Linked DNA regions of Sus scrofa: region 1 is linked to region 2. The links are chromatin contacts, called in public Hi-C maps. All regions are on one chromosome and are shown on one strand. Each heading gives the region's core, a stretch centred on a gene start, on an enhancer-like site or on the middle of the called end of the contact. The rest is flanking DNA. Distances are from core to core; before and after follow the strand shown. Region 1 overlaps NHEJ1 (non-homologous end-joining factor 1). Region 2 overlaps CFAP65 (cilia- and flagella-associated protein 65).

Evidence for each region. Hi-C and Micro-C count contacts between places; a contact is called where the count stands out from the background.
Region 1: a Hi-C map of liver shows a contact between it and region 2, with 2.7 times the contacts expected there. The contact joins two enhancer-like sites. A contact is called at or near these places in 1 of 5 promoter capture datasets (liver) and 5 of 47 Hi-C or Micro-C datasets (embryonic fibroblasts, heart right ventricle, liver and 1 more).

What each region holds. Positions count from the first base shown.
Region 1 is chr15:121,140,850-121,147,451 of Sscrofa11.1, reverse strand. All of the region lies in intron 6 of NHEJ1 (non-homologous end-joining factor 1), which reads left to right. All of the region lies in intron 18 of SLC23A3 (solute carrier family 23 member 3), which reads left to right. Among named protein-coding and RNA genes, the nearest start is that of NHEJ1, 46 kb to the left of the region's middle. Within about 2 kb of position 2,216, at least 14 of the 83 cell types and tissues checked have an H3K27ac peak or open chromatin away from gene starts, as enhancers often do. A contact at or near this core is called in liver, where this site is marked.
Region 2 is chr15:121,023,153-121,029,618 of Sscrofa11.1, reverse strand. It overlaps CFAP65 (cilia- and flagella-associated protein 65), which reads left to right. Exons shown (of 36, transcript XM_021075441.1): 32 at 234-359; 33 at 884-1,362; 34 at 1,365-1,410; 35 at 2,056-2,193; 36 at 2,309-3,254. The coding sequence ends at 2,444. Among named protein-coding and RNA genes, the nearest start is that of CRYBA2, 9.5 kb to the right of the region's middle. Within about 2 kb of position 3,453, at least 13 of the 83 cell types and tissues checked have an H3K27ac peak or open chromatin away from gene starts, as enhancers often do. A contact at or near this core is called in liver, where this site is marked.

The DNA of each region.
Region 1 (6,602 bases), core at 967-3,466, 120 kb before region 2:
TGACAGTCGTAAATATGGTAACTCTCCTTTTCTTTTCTCTAGGAGTTTGGAATATTTGAAAATAATTTCACTTCTGGCTATAGCTTAATAGGTAAGGAATCTTAGGTCCCTGCAGAGAAGGTCCATTAGCTCAGCTTCTCCAAAGGTCATAGAAGATGGAACTGAAGCTTAAGGGGGGGCGGGTCCTTTGCTCATGGAAAAGATGGGGGTGATATGAGGAGAGGACCTTTTGCTACAAGAATAACAAAAGCTCTTAGAGGCCCTGAGTGGCTCGACCTGGGGGCGTATCTCTTCCCTGCAGCCACTGCAGAAGGACAAAGCCAGAGCAAAAGGGCTGTGGAAATTCATAGTGATTCTGTCTTAAAATAAGTTCTTGGATCAAAATTCAGGGAAGCTGGTTCCCACATGCAGTGCAATTTCCCCACTCTCTTCCTCGTTCCTTTCTGCCCGTCTCCCCCTCCCCAGTTTGTTTGGAGTCTCTGCCTCAGCACATGTTTGGGACACCAAATGCAAAACACCTTCCTGCCCTGTGACCACAGAGACTGCAGCGTTGGAAATTCTTCCCGAATTGCTGACGTGGTTGTGCTGTACATTGTTTATATTTTATGACACACGTTTAACAATATAAACTGTAATATATTAAGGTCAAACATTGAACAAGTGAAGCAGAGTCAAAAGATACTAGTGACATGTGTTTGGTTAGCACAGAGGAGGTAAAGGACTTTAATTTCATCACTGCCTTGCTCAGGTGATAGACACTTGTCCATTCCATGCTTTTAAGATGTGAAGTGTAAACAGTGTGTCACGTAAAGGCGCTAGAGCTTTCTATAAAACTGGTGACTAATTTCGGCACAATCTTTTCATGTATTGTTCAAAGTTGAAATGCTTTCAGAACTGTGATTCTTTGTGGCACAACTGGCGGGGGCCGGAGGGTGTTGTCATGCCTTGTACAGAGATTGGATTCATATCTGTTATGTTTATGATTATTGATCGTGAAAGTCATGGATGTAAATAGAGAGTAAAGGCATCAGAGGTTTGGAACAGACCTAAGTTGCCCCTCATCTGTGATGTTTATTCCCGGAAAGCCTCGGGTTGCCAGAGATCAGCTTTTAGAGAAATAGTATTGATGAGTCCTTTTTTCCTGCTTGTCTAGACCTGTTGCAGCCCGTGAGTGTGGCTTTGGGGGCCTCTTTTCACCAGCTGGTCTCCATGTTATCATGCAGCAAGGGAAGGGTTAGATATCTGCTTTTAGGAGGCTTGTTAACAAGTTCAGGGGAAGCCCAGGCTCTCCCTTCTGACCTCTGACTTTTTGCTCTTAGAGAGATTGCAGTTTATTGGCCAATTTGGAACATAAAGGTGCACCGATAGCCCGGATAGAATTAATACAAATAATGATTTATATCTGTGTGGTTGTTTATAGTTGGCCAAGTGCTTGCACTTACATCGTCTTTTGGTTGTGGTCTTTATGAGTTAGGGCAATGTTTTTATATTATTACCCCTACTTTATAGATGAGGAAACTGGGGTCTCTGAGTTTCCCAAGGTTACACAGTAAGTACAACAGAGCCAAGACTCAAACCAGGTCAGTTTAGATTGTTCTGCTAGGTTAAGTTGGTCACCTGGTCTTCTACCTTATGACTCTTGGTTTGACCAAGGGCCAGGGTTCAAAAGGATAAGCTCTGCAGTGTTGTTCTATCCATTCAGTTTCAATCTCTGTTATATTTCTCACTATTTCCAGGAGCTTTTTTTCTTTCTGACACTTCCTTTTTCCTCTTTATCCCTACTTCTCTGACCCCCTACTTTGAGACTGCCTTATTTGCTTTCCTAGAAATTCCTCTTTTAAGGCTCTCAGGAACTTTGACCTACCCGTAGTAACTACGTTTAAGAGAGTGTTTAAAATGTCTCCTGCCCCTCTCATTCATCCCCCCCCCCACCAAGCGTGGCCTCGCCCCATCCTGCCATCATGCTGGCCAAGCGCGTGGGGCAGCTGTGGTCAGTCCCATTTATAAAACTGGTAAATATGGGACCGGTTTCTGTCCCCTCCAAAGGTCAATATTTGTGCAGAGTTTAATTTTAACTTAACAAGCAGTTGTTTTCTGCAGCTGCCCTGGTGTGTTGTGTTGTGTGTGCTTTCCTTTTCCCTCCTTCCCCCTGACTGTGTGTGTCTGTGTGTGCGTGTGTATCTGTATCCACACTGTAGACTTCGTCTGGTCTTAGGACCTGCAGCCCACTGGCTTGGCCAGGCTCTGTCTCACAAAGGACACTTGGGCTGAAGGGAGTTAGATAAGGGGCCTTGCAGGTGGAGATAACAGACTTTTTCTAGGGATCAGAGGACAGAGAACACTGTTTAGTCTTTGACTGCCCTAAAATGTCATCACTATACCTTCCTTTGCAGGAGAGATTCTAGAAATGTGAGACTTGAGAAAAAGTGGTCCTTTCTTTTGAAATCTGTACTATGTCTGTCCTTTTCTCTCTCAGCAGTGTTAACCCCTTATCCAAGAACCCTGGGTTCGAATTTTGGTAGCTGCTTCTTGAGTAAGATGAGGCGAATATGTAAGGTAATCTCTTGAGGCCTTTCCAGTTTTTAATACTGTAGATTTAATGAAAACTAGAACATTGGACTAGGGTATTAAGAGTAAATTCTATTCCAGTTGCTAGCTTTAAAGTCATTTAACGAATGACTCCTGAGCTAGCCATTTTTCCTTCCAGTCGTAGCTAAGGGGATAATTTCCCTGGTAGGATTTCTTGTGAATGGATGAGATTTTATTTAAAAGAACTCTGAGCTGTTTAAATAAAAGAGAAATATGTCTTACCTGTCTGCCTGCGCCCCTTTTCACCAAGGTATTTACCTTTTTTCTGCTTGTGAGTATCTTCCTGGCTTGGACAATTTCGTCCAACAGGGCGTCAGAGCTTCAGGATCTGAAATGGAAGAGAGCTCTGACGTGAACCATGGGTGGGGGCCCAGCCTCCGCAGCCACCTCCTTACTCCTTCTCGGACCTCCTAGACCCATGTCCACTTTAGGGCCTTTGCACTTGCTGGTCCCTCTGCTGAGAATGTTCTTCCCCAGACACCTGCATGGCTGCTTCCCCTCTTCCTCTAGGCCTTTTCCCTGTGCTACCTTCCAGTCGAGAACTTCGTAGCCACCTTGTCTAAAATTTCACCCCCAACCCTACCAGTACCATCTGTCCCCTTTCCCTGCTCTGTTTTTCTCCTTTGCATTTATAGCAACCCAACTTGCCCCAGGTTGAACTTTTTATTATGTTATTTTCCTCCCCTGTGAAGGCATGGATTCTCCATGAGGGCAGGGATTTTGTCTCTGTGTTCATCACTGTCTCTGCAATGCCCCTGGAACAATGCCTGGCACACATAAGCTCTCAAAACAGGTATGTCGAATAAACAGAAGGGAAGGGAGGGCAGGAGAAGCAGGCTGTCTAAACTGATGGTTCTTCCTAGGGGGTACCTAACCCATCGGGGAGGCGATCAGAGTGATTTGGAGGCCTTTTCAAGTATTCATACCCTTATGACAAAATTCTGATATGTGCCCCCGAAACAGTTAAGTATCATGTGTAATAACCTTTAGTTACCCATGAAAATATTCAGTATGACTCGTGTGTATTGGGTGGGAAAAGTCGAGAACCACTGTCTAGGCAGGCTGACAAGCCTGTCCCCTTCTTGGCCTATGAATCCCAGGCAGCCCTCATGGCAGGAGGAGATTTGTTGTTTTTCTCCCCCTTCCCACCTTTCCCCACCTCCTATCTACCCCTAACCCACAACTCCTCGCCCCCCACTTCCCTTTATTCTCAGCCAGACCCCCGCCCGCCTCCCTCTGCACACAGAGGCTGCCTGCGTCGTCGTGAGTAGTTGTAGTTGGGACACAGAGAGCCCTTGACGGCAGCAAGCACTTCTTGTGACATCAGCTCTGTGGCTTTAGGGGGAAGGCTGTGGCTCCGGGTCCCCAAGGGAGGGGGCTGTTTTTCTCTTCTTGATTGTTCACGTTGGTGCCCGTCTGACTTATAAACTTTAATGGCCAGTTTTAAAGGTTACTGCCATGGGGCACCTTTGTTGCCAGTTTTAGTTTTTTAATTTGGAAACTTTTTTTTTCCCCTTGTGGTCTTGGGAGGAAAGATTTGGGGCCATTTGGGGCTGGGAATTGGTATTTGTGGGTGGTGATGAGATAGCACAGCAGCATTCTGGGTCTGGCTCCTATAACCAGAATCTCTGCCAGATTATCTAGTGGCCCAAATGAACCCCAACGGGAGAAGGGGAAGACTGACATTGGGATGTCCAGTCTTGGGCAGTATTGGTCAAGGGTGTCGAGGGTTGGGAGCTTGTTGGGCTGTCTGAGAAGTATGGTAGCCACCATTTAGGCACTGGAGCCCTGGGAAAGGAAGGAGACTTCTCACTTTCATCCTAAGCCTCTTACCTCCCCCTTCACCTCTAGTCGTAATCCTTTGCTTTGACCATGAACATCATCAACAATAGTCAGGTTTAATAGGGATGGAGACAGGGCTCCAGATTAGAATGGATAGTGGAGAATGTGGTCCACTGGTGGTTGCCCCAGTGTGACACAGATACAGAACTAACACAGAACGCTTCGCTGAGTCTCTCTGCCAAGTCTTTTCACTGTTGATCTTTGTGCCTTTGTTAACAAACAAAACTGAAGCCCTTTTCTCCACTCAGGGTAACTTCCCAAAGTTTTACACGTCAAAAAATGGTTATTGCCCATCTCAGAATCCTCCTCATTCCTAGGGAAAAAACCGTATTATAGAATAATACTCAATAATAGCATCTTGGAATCAGAAGGAATTATTTATAGAACTCTAATAAGACCAAGAAGTACTTGGGTACTTCTCTTGTTGTGGGGTCATAATACAAATAAACGGGTATGTCATCTAACAAACAGACCCCGAGAAAGGGCAAGCCTACCAATCCATGAATGTTTAAACACTTAACTCCCAGAGATATGCTCCTTATGGACTGTTGGCTGGTGTCTTTCATAGCTGAAACCCATATCTCACCTCTCTAGTGTTTGAATGTGTTAGCCTGAACTGGGGATTCAACTTGGAATGAAGGGGAATAATTCAGGAAAGGTTGCCTGCTAGAGAAAGCAGGGATAGCTCAGCTCTCTAAGATGTCCAAGTGCGAGGACAGACCCTTCCAGGCAGCTTTGACACCTTCCACAAGACACATCATAGAGGGTCTTGGATTCAGATCTCACTCCTGGCTGTTCTTCCTGGGCTGGACAAAGCTGGACGTGCTTCTCGTTCCCTGTGTTGCAGGGCGGGGGAGGAGGTGTGGGGGTTGGCTCGGGGCTGGGCCACAATTAGTGACCTGGAAGCTGGGCTGGGCACCCAGAGGCTATAAATAGCAGACATGGAGCAGTCACTGAGCGGACTCGAAGCCCAGCCAGACTAGCCGCGTTTCAAGTGGTCTGGGTGGGATTTTTTTTTTTCTCTGTTAACCATTTGTACATCTGGTTTCCTCCGTGTTGGTGGGGGCAAAGGAGGAGGGGCGGGGTTGTGAGCAGAACCAGAAGTTCATATGTGGAGTAGCTTCTTGGTTAGTTTTGCCATATGTGTATCTGGGTGCTTTGGGGTCCTTAGAACTGGTAGGTATCTGGGAGTAACAATGGTGGCCATCAGAAGATAAGGTCTCAGAGCAGGACGTGTGGTGTGGGAAATGCAGAAGTGCAGGGCCCCGTCACCCAAGTGTGGATGGTGTCCCTGAAGAGAGCGAGAAGTGGAGTCTCACATGGATTATTCAGGACTAGACTGGGGCCTCTTAGTGCTCAGTTCTCTATGAAACTGCCCCTCTTGCAGCCAAGCCAGTTTGCTCACCTTCGTCTTTATAGGCATTGCTGATTCTTGCTTCTCTGCATTTGTTCCTGTCATCGACCCTGGATTCGAAATCAGAATGCTTTGATTTTTTAAAAATCATTGAAATACAGTTGATGTACAACATTATGTTAGTCGGGCATACTGCTTAGTGATTTGGCATTTGCACACATTATGAAATCACCATGATAAGTCTAGTAACCATCTGTCGCCATATAAAGTTATTCCACTATCATTGACCATAATCCTTACACTGTATATGGCAGCCCCGTAGCTTGTTTATAACTGGGGGTTTCCACCTCTCTCTTCACCTGTTTTGCTCCTCTACCCCCATCCTTCAGACAGCTTTGTTATTCGTATTTATGAGTCTGTTTTCATTTTGTTTTACTTATTGTTTTGTTTTATTTATTGTTTTTAGATTCCACATATAAGTGAGATCATATGGTATTTGTCTTTGACTTATTTCACTTAGCATAATACCCTCCAGATCCATCCATGTTGTCACAAATGGTAAGATTTTATGTTTTTATGGCCGAGAACTATTCCATTTTATTTATATATGTGTATATACACATATACACACCGCATCCTTTTTTTTTCTTTTTTGGCTGCTCCCGTGGCATGCAGAAATTCCTAAGCCAGGGATCAAACCCATGCCATAGCTGTGACAACACGGGATCCTTTAATTGCTAGGCCACCAAGGTACTCCCCCATCTTCTTTATCTGTTCATTTGTTGATGGACCCTTGGGTTGCCTCCATAACTTGGCT
Region 2 (6,466 bases), core at 2,204-4,703:
CTCCTTGCCTCCCCTACTTCCTTCCTTTTCCAACTTGGAGCCTCTCAAGGTCCTGTGCTAGAGGGTTGGGCTTGGTTCCCCAAATGTAGCAGCAATACCTTGGGGTTAAGGCTGGGCTCTGCCCCAAACTCACTATGTCCTCATGACTGGGCAGCCACCATCCCTGCTCATGCCACCCCCATCCCAGCATGGTGGCTTGCCCAGGCCACTCAGGATGCCATGGCCTACCCCAGGGAGCTGCCAAAGAGGAAGTGCCCCAGGAAAGAGTCGGAGGCTGATGAAGACTCCCTTGAGATGTGGGCCCTTGTCTCCAAGCAAGAGAAGCAGCTCCTGGTTGACTGTCTCACCACCATCATCAGGTGACCGCTCACCCCCAATCCCTCATCTCTCCAGCTCATTGGTCAACTCTGGGTCTACCCGAAGCCCTGGAAGGCCAAGCCCTTCCTCTCTTGAAAACCAGAACTTCCTCTCAAGTTCCTTCCCCTGGTGGCCCCAGGCCCTCCAGGATGTAGAGCTCTAATAGAGCTGGCTGGAAGGATCCTCGGAGCAGGGTCCTGAGTTCTGCCTTGTCATAGCTGGTAGATGAGGTCTGCAGCCAATGTGCTGCCTCCCCAGGCCTCTGGCCCTCATTTGTGTGACTCTGACCTCCTGGGTCTTCCTCTCCCCTATATTGTTTACCTTTAAGAATCCATGGGGCCCAGAGATGCTTTTCTAAGGGAATGAGCAACTGATCAAGGGCTCCCCACCCCACCCCCGCCCCCTAGCACCTGTTTGTGGACACAGTAGTCAAGAACCGCCCCTTGGGGAACCCTGAAGCCAGAGCCCCCCCTAGGGGGCTACAAGGCCTCTCAGTGAGGACCTTCTCCTCCTCCCTGCCACCCAGGGGCCTGCTGGAAGATAAGATCTTCCATGAGGCCGTGGACCAAAACCTGGTGGAGCAGATGCCTTACTTCTGCCAGTTCTGGAATGAGCAGTCGGCCAAGTTCACGGTCCAGAAGAGCAACCTGCACTTAATGCCAGACCCATCTCTGTCCTCCAACAGCTCGGAGGACAGCAGAGACAAGGAAAAGGAGGAGGGTAAGCGGAGGCTAAGGAAGAAGGAAGGCGGGGAAGAGGAGAAGGATGAAGAGGAGGAGGAGGAGGAGGAGCAGGAGGAGGAGGAAGAGGAGGAGGAGGAAGAAGAGATGGAGGAGGAGACGGACGAGGAGGAGGAGACCGGCAAGGAGAAGCTGGAAGAAGAGGAGGTGGAGGAAAAGGAGGTGGAGGAGAAGGAAGAGAAGTTGCCCTGGATGGACATTAAGCCTGAACCGCAGCCCACATCCCATGAGTCCCTGAAATGGCAGTGGCAGCAGCAGCTGAAGGTCTTGTGAAGGAGAGGCAAGAGCAGGATGAGAAGGAGGCCATCAGCCGGTGAGCAGCCAGACCCCAGGGCGGGTTTTGGGGGGGGGGGCTGAGTGCAGGGGGATCCTAGGAGGCAGTGGTGTGCTGGGGCTCTACCTGTGTGTGCTTCTCTTCCCAGCAGCTTTCATTGACATCACAGTTGGCGCCTACGCCCTCGGTGAGGGTATTTACAGAATAGTACAGAGCTGAGCCTTAATTTTTTTCTCCAAGAGCAGGCTATTAACATTTACCATCACACCACGTCCAAATCTCCTAAATGGGTTTCTAAAGCCAGAAGAAAAGCACCACCACTTCTCCATTGGTCTCTCCCTGGGCTGATCTGTGGCTGCTTTCTGTCCCTGTCGAGATGCCCTAGGAGTCCCTCCTGAGCCATCATAGTTTGAGGCATTTCCCCAACCCTGGCCCTGGAATGCAGACTCTGGCTGCCTGGGCTGGAATCCCACCACGTGTACCAGCCGTGTGCGTTTTGCAACTTGGTCTCTTCAAGCCATAGTCTGAACGTTTATAAAACTGGAACATGGATTCCTCACGGTGTTGGAGGGGGGAGTTAAGTGAGAATCCGCGTAGAGCACGCGGCGCACACCGAACAGCACAGAGTCGGGCGGGCGGGGGACGTGAGCGCTGACCTCGGCGCCCCCGCCTCCCGCCCGGCAGGCTCCCGGCTTTCGCTAACCTGCAGGAGGCGCTGCTGGAGAACATGATCCAGAACATCTTGGTGGAGGCGAGCCGCGGAGAGGTGGTGCTCACCTCGCGGCCGCGCGTCATCGCCCTGCCACCGCTCAGCGTTCCCAGGTTGGGGCGCCCGGGCCAGCGGCCGCAGGGAGGGGAGCGAGAGGTTGCAGAGACGGGCACCCTCGGAGGGAAGCCTCTCCTTCACCCCCTCTACCTGGGGCTTTTTGTCTTCCAGGATGCTGACTCCCGACTTGCTGCCCGCGGCGCCCCCGGGGCCGCAGCAAGGGGATACGAGCGGCACCACGGCACTGCCCCCTACCGACTATTCGCAGACACCAGCACACAGTCCCCCCTCCGACCTTCACCTCTAGGTTCCTACCGGCGCTCTCTCCGTCACCCCGCCAGTAAAGGATCCAGCCTTTTTTCCTATATCTGCCTTGACTTTATTTATCCGATGCGACAAAAACGCGCGCGCGCGGCCTGAGAGGGACAGACGGTAGAAGCGGCCAAAGTGACTCCTTGAAGCCTTAGGGACTGGGAGGTCGCGCCTCTCCACTCCACACCTCAGTGAGGCGAGACGCAGCCGGATGCTGGACCTGGTCTGGCCAGTGGAGGGCGCTTCGGGCGGAGCCTCGCTGGCCATTGCCCCAACAGAGCCTGGGGACAGGAGCCGAGCGCCAGGCCCGGTCTGCGCAGCAGGTGGCCGCAGGGCGAGGTGGCCACCCCTCCCCTTTCCCCACCGCGCCTGCTCCGAGGCTCGGCTCTTCCACCGCCAGCTTTTTCTCAGCATCTGCCGGGCTCCCGGGACTCTGCTAAGAGATTGGGAAGGAAGGGAAATCGAGGCACGTGCGAAGGGTCAAGAACTAGACACTGGGACGCGGGTGGAGATCATCGCTAGATAGCGGGCCACAGACCCTACTAAACGACTCCTGTCATGAATCTGAGTCCCCAGGAGGGGACGTCCCACCTTCCCTAGGATACCCACCTCCTGCTCCCCCTAACCTCCGCCTGGCAGCCTCTGTCCTCGGCTCCTCCCCCGCCTTCCCGAGGCAGGTGGGTGGAAAAGTGACATCTGGTGTTGTTCCAGAGGCGCCCAGGTCCCCGACACCCCCCCTCTACCCCCACCGCCAAGGCCTCGGTGGAGCTCTGGCCCCAAAGCCCAGGCGGGGGCGGGGAGAGGGGTGAGGGGCGCTCCGCCTCCTCTGAGTCAATATTTGCCCCGAGCAAACGGGCGCCCGGACAGGTGTGTGTGTGTGTGTGTGTGTGTGTGTGTGTGTGTGTGTGTGTGTGTGTGTGTCTAGGGGCGGGGACTAAGCAGGCCGTATAAAGCGCGCTGAGCCCGGGCTCAGGCACAAGCTCCGGGGCGTGAGCTGGGGACCAAGCCAAGCAGGGCCCGATCGGGCGGAGGGTGGCCAGGAAGGGAGGGGCGGGCCAGGTGCGCACCTGTAGTGGCCGCCGCGGCCGCCGACGTGTCAGCCGCGGATGCGCGCAGGTGAGGGCGGCGGTAGCGGAGCGCTGTGCGGCACGGCACTCACCGAAGACCAGGACCAGGAGACCACCGCAGGCCACAGCCAGGCCCCGGGCCCTCCGCCCCCGCCCCGCGACGAGCCCCTCGCACAAACCGGACCTGAGCGTTTTGTTCGTTCGGCTCGCGTGAGGCAGGGGCGGCCTCTCAGCACCCGCCCGGGGGCCGAGCCGGATCGCCACGCAGGCACCTGTCGCCGCCGCCGCCGCCGCCATACGGGTCGGAGAGGCTGTGCGCCGCTCCCCGGGCAGATCCGGCTCCCATCCGGCTCCGCCCGCCCTGCCTTGTCCTGCCCGCAACTCCTGGGCTGCCCAGCTAGATTCCGGAGAGTGCGGGCGGCCGCTCCACCGGGTGGCATAGGGGGCTGTGGCCCAGGTCAGGAGCATTTTCCGAGGTGGAAACCCGGCTTCTAGTCCGGATCTGTCCCAGCGACTTCTGTGGCCTTGGGCAAGTCATTTTCTGGCCCCTCCCAGGGTTTTGCGCTTTGCACAATGTGGAGGGTTGGTCTGGCCTCCTGCAAGGGCCCCACCAGTCCACATATCCTGGTTCCTGGGCTTTTAGCGATACTTTTGAGCCCCCTGACGCGGAAAGTTGGAGGCTCTGGGGGACTTGGAGCAAGAACTATGAGGTGTGGAAAATCTGGGTGGTGGGAGCTAGAACCACAAGGGAGATCAAGTCTGGCTCCTCCGGGTCTCTTTGGGGCTGACATCCTGAGGATTCACTCCCTGCGGTGTCTTTCAGTCTCCCCATGTTGGAGACAGACAGTCAGACAGATGGAAAAGGACAAACACAGGCTCCAGGAGCCCTTGCTTGATAGGGCAGCTCACCACCTTTCCCAAACTTCATAATCCCAAGGCCTCTTGTTTCAGTCAAATGGGGGTGGGGGTGGGTCTAAGTAGCCCTCAGATTAGGTGGGAGTCCGGGGTCATTAGCCACAACCCACACCTGGGACAGCCCACCTCCCTTTCCAATGGCTCAAAGGGTTAAGATCTGACATGGGGGGAGGAGGAGGAAGATTGCCCCAGACTGCTGGCCCCCAGAACTGATTCTCCGTCCTGTGATTCCAGGTGGCCTCCATTCCCTCTCCCCAAATTGATGGCGATGCTGAGCCGGCCCCAGAGGGAGGGGCTGGCGGTAGGTCTGGGATGGAGGGACATCTCCTTGAACAGCGTAGGGAGCCCCAGTTTCCCCTAAGGGTGAGGAAGCACCATGGGCAGGCACTGTCCCCCCACTCCCACCCAGGCAGAGGTGGCAGCCCCCAGGGAGATGGGAATGAGGGTCAGGAGTCAGTGGTCCCTTCTGACTCCAATTTGGATCCTGGAGGTGCTGGCTTGCCCCCTCCATGTTTCCCCCACTTCACTGCCATCTCGCCCCACACTACCCGCAGGCTCCACTGGATCTGCTGAGTCCTTGGCACCGAGAAAGGGAGGGGGAGGGGATGAGATGGCTCTGACAGATCCCAGGCAGGTTTGGGGAGAGGGTGGACGGCAGGCTGGATCCACATGCAACAGCCTTGGGGCAGGAGGGTGGGGGTGAGGGGAGAGCCGGTGGGTCCCAGGCTGGGTGTGTGCAGCCCCCATCCTGGCCTCCCTGGCCAGGCTTGTGGCTTCGGCCGGCCCTCTGCTCCCTGCCTGGCACTGATTCATTTGCCTGTCAGGGGCCTGGCGCTGATACATCTTCCCTGTGTCACGGAGGGCTTCCTCTCCCCTCCCCCAATCTTAGAAGGGGGCTAGAGCTCTTCCCCTCTGGCTAGGATTCCAGATCCTGGGGCTATCAACAAAAAGGCCTCCCCTTGGAATGAACCCCCCTCCAACCACCACCACCACTACCACCACCACACACACACACACACACACACACACACACACACACACACACTCTCACTCTTATAGCAGTCCTAGGGATGGGGGTGAGAAGAATGAGGCCACCAGTGGGCTGAGGGGTCTTCCCTTAGGACAGAGAGCCACTGCCTCCCCCTTCAGCCCTGGGAGCCCCATTTCCCCAGACCTCCACCCCCATCCCCCCATCCCCAAGACCCGCATTTCCTGGACTCACCAGGGATCTGGCCTCTCCTCCAAGTCCCTCCTCCCCTGCCTGGCCAGGGGTGGAGTCTCCAGGCGCCAGGCAGGCCTGCAGGTGCGGGGGCTTGGGGAGGGGGGTGCTCAGCAGCTGGTGTTCGAGGCGGGCCCCCCACCCCCTCCCCCTTCCTGCTCAAAGCCTGTTTCCTGTCATCCCTGTCAGCACCCAGGGCGGGGGAGGAGACAGGTACTGGAGGAAGCGGAAAAAGGGAAAGAGCAGTTGGAGTGCAGTGTGGTGGGACTCGGAACCGGCAAGGAGAAAAGGAGTGGGGGGAAGGATGAGAAAAAGAGCGGAGAAGCCAAGCAGAAGTTAAGCAGAAGCGCAGAGGGACGGACGGAGGGTGCAGCCCAGAGTGGGGTGAGAACCACAGGGATGATTTCAGGGTCCAGAGAGGCTGCAGACACCCTGCTCTGACCCCAGATGGTTAGGGCGAGAGTCAGAGGGACCCCAGAGATGGAGAGACACAGGGCAGGGTGCGATAACAAGGGATGCGCACTCCAGGGAGCGGGAGGGTCAGGGGTGAAGAGGTTGGGTCAGAGGTCAGGGTCACCAGGGATGGAGGCTACGGTGTGGAGGAAGGGGGAGGCTATGTAAAAACAGCCTCCATCCCACCCACATGGGGACAGGAAATTACCTACCACAAATGAGAAAGAGGTGGCTTCTATGGGAGCGGCAAATGGGACAGCCAGGGCTGGAGGTGAGGGTGACAGCCCTATCTAGGGGGACCCATCTCTTCCCACGACGACGGGGCAAGAGGTGAAGAGGGGCAAAGCTCAGGCCATGTGAGCA